Regions from separate parts of the Xenopus laevis genome. Here region 1 is linked to region 2. A link is a contact called in public Hi-C data. All regions are on one chromosome and are shown on one strand. The core of a region is the stretch at or near the end of the contact, and the rest is flanking DNA. Distances in the headings are between cores, read along the strand shown.

What was found. A called contact is a pair of places that touch in the nucleus more often than the background predicts.
Region 1: a Hi-C map of the XTC cell line shows a contact between it and region 2, with 4 times the contacts expected there. The contact joins the promoter of LOC108697831 here to the enhancer-like site in region 2. A contact is called at or near these places in 2 of 4 Hi-C or Micro-C datasets (the XL177 cell line and the XTC cell line).

The regions. Positions count from the first base shown.
Region 1 is chr7S:102,636,436-102,639,744 of Xenopus_laevis_v10.1, reverse strand. LOC108697831 (carnitine O-palmitoyltransferase 1, liver isoform-like) reads right to left here and starts at 1,573. Exons shown (of 19, transcript XM_041571639.1): 1 at 1,419-1,573.
Region 2 is chr7S:102,450,448-102,453,797 of Xenopus_laevis_v10.1, reverse strand. No RefSeq gene overlaps it. Among protein-coding and RNA genes, the nearest start is that of fam83e.S, 17 kb to the left of the region's middle. Within about 2 kb of position 1,402, at least 1 of the 7 cell types and tissues checked has an H3K27ac peak or open chromatin away from gene starts, as enhancers often do.

The DNA.
Region 1 (3,309 bases), core at 324-2,823, 190 kb before region 2:
ATGATGTTTTGTGCTTCTGTACCAGCCCAAGGCAACCACAGGCCTTTAGCAGTAAAGATCTGTGTCTCCAAAGATGCCCCAGTAGCTCCCCATCTTCTTTTCTGCTGATTCACTGCACATGCTCTGTGCTGCTGTCACTTACTGAGCTTAGGGACCCACTCACAATATACAGTACACATAGAATAGAAATGTCACAATATAAAGGTGGCCATAGACGCATCGCCAAAAGAGTGGATCTCTCCCCAATATGCTCAGATTGAAGTAGACGATATCGGTCAATCCGATCGTGGGCCCAACGATTGGATCATAATGGATCCGATATGGGCGACTGGATCGCGGGACCACATACACGCATAGATGCGGCCGCAATCCAACAGGATTTTTAAACCTGCCAGATCTCGATCAGGGAAGCCCGTCGGATGGCCCCACACACAGACCAATAAGCTGCCAACTTGCTCTGTCTGCAGCTTTTATCGGCCCGTGTATGGGGGCCTTAAGGCTGATTAGTAATTAAAACTGACAATTACTATATGGCAGCATAGAAACCAGTGCAATCAGCATCAGAATTTAATAATCAGCAAACCTGTAGAATCAGCTTATATTACAGGGGAAGCTCATTTTCTGCTGGATAATTAGTGACGAGCCCTAAGCTTAGCTTCTCAACAGCCAATCAGAGCCCACTGAGCATGTGAGTGTCACAGACACTTTCCAAGATGGTGACCCCCTGTGACAAGTTTGAAGTCCTGGATCATTGCTGCTATTGACAAGCTCAAACTTTAGCCTCGTGCAATAAGTTCACTATATAAAATTTATAGCCACATTCATTTTTAGGGTTTAGTTCTCCTTTAACGCAGAATGCATAAAATTATATAAACACATTCGCAGATGGAGATGCTCGTATGGGACAGGCACAAAGAGTTAAAAGGTCATTTTGCTTTGGAATATGTAACTGATCTTACACCTCTGTTACTGGCTCACTAGACAAGCTGGAGATCCACACTCCTGAGATTCAGTGGAGCAAATCATTCTCCCTACCTTGATCACTAGACTGGCACCAGGTCAGTGTGAAAGGGAAACCAGGAAGTCACCCAGCAGTATGGGAGATAAGGCTGAGGTAGTGAGGGCAGCGGATGTTTAAAAATGGCATCCTGAGATTAAGCAAAGTTTCAGCCCCATAATGCACTGCCTCACGGGCAGGGACAGTTACCCTAGTATCTCTATGCAAGCAAAGCAATGAGAGCAGCTGCTGCTATTGGAAGGAAAGTGTGAAGTAATACAGCTGGCTGGTCTGTTTACTGTTTTGAACAGCAGCACTGAAGAGGGATTTTGTTGTATCAGCCCCATATCCCAGTATTATATGCCCCCTTGCTTTAATTCCATAGTGCCCCTCAATAAAAATGGTTTAAATTGCGTTTTACCTCACGATGTCTGTATAGAGGCACGCTCTGCCCACTTATCTAGGCTGAAATCAGGCTCGCGACTTCTCCGTCTCTTCCACAGGAAGTGATCACAACTGTGAGTGACAGGCACAACCCTGCAACAGCAGCCCAAGTCCCGCCCTTTTCTCTCTGCTCCCACCAAACTGTGTCACAGTCTCCCTGCTCATGGTGGTGCAGCTTTTCTCTGAGCTATTAGTTCTCATTCCAGTCAGCTACCATTATTCAAGGTCAGGGAGCAGTCACAGAACAGCAGCCAGTCTTCAACTGTCTGGGAGCAGTTCTAGTTCTGTCACACACAGCTGGAGGGCCCCTTGCCCACATCAATGAGCATTTCTGTTATGTCACTATTCAAAAACATTAAGGGTTGAATTATTATTTCCTGAGGTAAAACAAGGTAAAAGTGAGTTCTTTATCTTGCTTGCCTTGCTCTTTTTTCCCCACAGTCTTTTTTTTTTGTTAGTCGCATAATAAAGAAAAATGGCAAAAACAATTGCAGAAAAAATTATGCACTCACTTTTTTCACCAGATTTTACCCAATTGTGACACTCAATTCATTAATAAATAAAAAAAACAGGGTATATATCCCCTTTACGGCTACTGTCCAATGGGGCAATAAACTGGAGGTATTGGCAGGGATAAATCTGACAAAAAAGATCTTAGTTTATCCGAATTTGCCTCTGGCGACTTTGCAACTTTGCAATGAGTAGCTCTTATCACAGATTTCAACTATTAACGGTGGAGAAGCATTTCAGGAGATTTGTCGCTCACGGTAGAGTCCTGCTCGGAACCAGTTTCTAAGACCCATACCCGACCCGAACCCTCAGCCTGCAGCCCACAACTCGAACCGCGACCTGCATAATTAACCACCCGGACCTGCAACCGCTACCCGACCTGTACCTGCAACTGCCTTATCCACAACCCGACCCGCCGATCACCATCAAACCGGAAGTGACATCATCAAATGTGCCCAATAGTCGAGAGGGACAGAAGCGTGCTGTGTGATGTAAGACAGCTGTGCCAGAAGTCAGATGAGAGGGGGAGATGAGTGGAGGGAAAGCTTCAGGGAGAGAGCTGCAGCAGGAAGAGACCCGCAACCCGTCCCGCAGACCCGCATCTATACCCGCACCAGAAAAGCCTACCCTCATTCCGCAGGGTACCCACTTTTTTTGGTGGTAACCCGCAAGTACCCGACTCGCTGCAGGACAGCAGCCATAATGTGAAAAAGGTAAGTAAAGGTAGAATTGCTGTGGTGATGATTATCATTGTAGCCGCTTAGTGGTTACCCAAGGTTGGCTCTTCAGCCTTGTACTGTTTGCTGAGTCCTCCACCTCAGTTAGTTCTCCTGGAAGTCCCCTGTGCCAACTTTAATTCCCACTGCATAAATCTTGAGGAACATTTTCCACTGCACATGTACTTGCCCAACCTACAGGTGAGGAGATGATGGCATAGTACTAAGCAAACCATTCTCCAGGTCTAGTCATAATAAAATAACCCATTGTTAAATGGACCTTAACCTGCATCCTAGTCACACAAATAAGTGTCTGCTGAGACAGGTGTCATGAATGCAGTAGGAACCCTAACCCCTGTGATCAGATATGCTCTTTCAGCCAACGTTGGACCCACATAGGAAAAAAAAGAGCAATATGCTGTTTGCCAAGCCTTAGGCAACCTGGCCAATCGTGTCGCCAAATAGACGCGAATAGGTGTGCGCCCCCGAACAGTCCCACACAGCAGGCAGAGTGAGGAGAGAGGTGACCGGACTAGAGGTAGGAGGCAGAGTAGGTATGTGCTTGGCGCCCCCCAGCATTGTGCCCTAGGCACTAGCCCACTCTTCACTATACCTATGACTACGTGTGTTAACACATGAAAC
Region 2 (3,350 bases), core at 153-2,652:
GCTATACAGCAGCTTGTTTATATAAACTATAGTAGTACTTATCTGTTGTCTACTGTGTATCCTGTGCTTGAATGGCTGCCCCCATGGCTACACAGCAGCTTGTTATATAAACTATAGTAGTATTTATCTGTTATCTACTGTGTATCCTGTGCTTGAATGGCTGCCCCCATGGCTACACAGCAGCTTGTTTATATAAACTATAGTATTACTTATCTGTTATCTACTGTGTATCCTGTGCTTGAATGGCTGCCTCCATGGCTATACAGCAGCTTGTTTATATAAACTATAGTAGTACTTATCTGTTGTCTACTGTGTATCCTGTGCTTGAATGGCTGCCCCCATGGCTACACAGCAGCTTGTTATATAAACTATAGTAGTACTTATCTGTTATCTACTGTGTATCCTGTGCTTGAATGGCTGCCCCCATGGCTACACAGCAGCTTGTTATATAAACTATAGTAGTACTTATCTGTTATCTACTGTGTATGCTGCGCTTGAATGGCTGCCCCCATGGCTACACAGCAGCTTGTTTATATAAACTATAGTAGTACTTATCTGTTATCTACTGTGTATCCTGTGCTTGAATGGCTGCCCCCATGGCTACACAGCAGCTTGTTTATATAAACTATAGTAGTACTTATCTGTTATCTACTGTGTATCCTGTGCTTGAATGGCTGCCCCCATGGCTACACAGCAACTTGTTTATATAAACTATAGTAGTACTTATCTGTTATCTACTGTGTATCCTGTGCTTGAATGGCTGCCCCCATGGCTACACAGCAGCTTGTTTATATAAACTATAGTAGCATTACCAAAGCAAGCAGTTCAGTTTTAACAGTGCAGGATAACAGTAAATTATATATTAATTACTTTAATACACTTTAATTGTTTGTTGTTACTGTTCATTAAAGGATCCCAAGCTCAATGCTTCCCCGAATCTTGGCCAGCCAGGAACCCATCTTTCATCTCAAACTCAGTCCAGTGCCATCACACTGCCAAGTGTTAGCTCTCCTGGGAAACCTCTAATAAGAGACAGCTTGTAAAGCAAGCCTCCAGTCAGTGTTGGACTGGGACACCAGGGGCCCACTCTCAGTACTATTATTCCTCGTCTCCTCATTCAACCTCTATTCTCCTAGTCTCTTTTTTTAGCCTCTTTGCTCTCATAGAAGTAGGGAATGGTCATGAAATAGACCAAATATTAAGCAGCAGGAGGGCCTATTGGGAGTTTTCCTGGTATCCCTGTTGGCCAGTCCAACATTGACTCCAGTATTATATTCTCCCATTGAATGCAGAGAACTCCTTGATCTAAACCTTACATGAACTGGCAATAAAGGGAAAGAGGTGACAAGGGATGAGCATAGTAGCCTCAGGCTACTGAGTAACCGTGATGACTCCTTGGTTCCTCTTCTCTACAAATCCTAGTAAGGGATCACATTGTAATGAAAAGAGATTACTGAAGTCTTACAACTCTTCACAACCAAGGTAGCTGGAGGCTATTTATAAGTAAAGAGGTAAAATAATGCCCTTTATTAATTGCAATGTCTAAATATAATAGCTGAGGAATGAAGTCTGAATGCTTTTGAAATAAGCTCATTGTAGCATTCCTTGCCTTCCCCGTTGTATCACGTAAGCGCACGAGTGTTGCCAAAGTAATGACGGACATTTCAGAACATTTACTTTGCCTCTGTTAAATGGTAAGGGATTTCAGAGTTTGCACAGGCATTAGGGGGTTGTATCAACCAATCAGAGCTAAGCAGTTAGCCACTGTTCCATGAAGTCTCAATGCCCTTTCATACTACAGAAGAGAAAGAAGACAATTTGAGGAGAGATAGGTTTGATCAGCCAAGACTGTATTATCCAGAATGCTCAGGTTTTCTGTATAAGGGATCTTCCAGTAATTTGATTTCCATACCTTAAGTCTACTGAAAAATCATTTAAATACAGATATGGGATCCATTATCCAGAATTACATCTGCTAAAAATAATTTGAATTTCCATACCTTAAGTCTACTGAAAAATCATTTAAATGCAGGGGGATCTATTATCCAGAATGCTCAGGACCTGGGGGGTTTCCAGATAAAGGATCTTTCCATAATGTGGATCTCCATACTTTATCTCTGTTAAAAATAATTTTAAACATAAAATAAACCCAATAGGATAATTATAAGGATTAATTATAACTTTGTCATTATAACTGTGTCATTATTACAGAGAAAAGGGGAGATGGCATTTCCCTAATTTGGAGCTTTCTGGATAACAGGTTTCTGGATAATGGATCTGTATTTGTATTTACCGGGCATCACACACCATCCAGATCTCCCAATTCACTAAAAAAAAAAGAACCGTGTTGGTTTCCGGATAACAGATTCTATACCTATATTAATTAATCCCAATAGGATTGTTTTGATTAATTAGATTTTGTATGCGATGAAGTGCAGGGTACTTTGGATTTTTTGGATAAAATGGAGTCTATGGAAGATGGCCTTTCCGTAATTTGGAACTTTATGGATAACGGGTTTCCAACGGGTCCTATACCGGTATACAACTATAAAAGGTGGTAAAACATCTTTTTTAATCTTAATTTGCCTTTGATAAGTGTTTGGAAACCATAATCCCATTGTCCAGTAAAAAATATACATGAAAAAAATGGACATGAATTCTTGAATTACCCCTTGACAAATGACAATTGAAAACAATTCAGTTTCTGATGGTTCAATGTAAATGGCAGACCATTAAAAAACGCGTAATAGGGTCAGGGAAACTGGTTTATCACACACAAATGTTGTTATTGATGCCCTGTGCCTCCATATGCCAGAAGTGAAGCTGTTCAAATTGCCGTTTATTACTGTATGTTGGAGTTCTGGTGAAAACACTGTATTGTGGGTAAAAAAAAACATGGCTGTTTGTTTACATTTTTGCTTTTGCACAATTGCACCAACATAGGACTAGGAGGAGGGTCCTGGCCCATGGGGCTGCCACACCAGGGACCTGCAAACCCTTTGCCTGTACTTATTACACTGGCTCAGGACCAGTGCCAGGCCAAGTCGGGTAGGCACCCTAGGCAACGTGGCCGACTATGTTGTCCCCTCCTCCTACACATGTAAATGTGTGCCTACTTCAATGTTAGAGGGATTGCTGCCGCAGATGGAGGACACAAGGGTCCAAACTAGGGGAAATCTGCAGAAGAGGTACATGCAGGGTCAGACTGGACTGGCGGGACTCCAGGAAAAAACCCGGTGGGCCCCCGGCGGCCCAGACCTGCTCCCCCATCAGCTAGTCAGCATGTCTTTGTCTCGCGCATGTTCAGAAATGAACGGGGTGTGAGTTTGAGGTTGGGAGGTGGGCCCCGG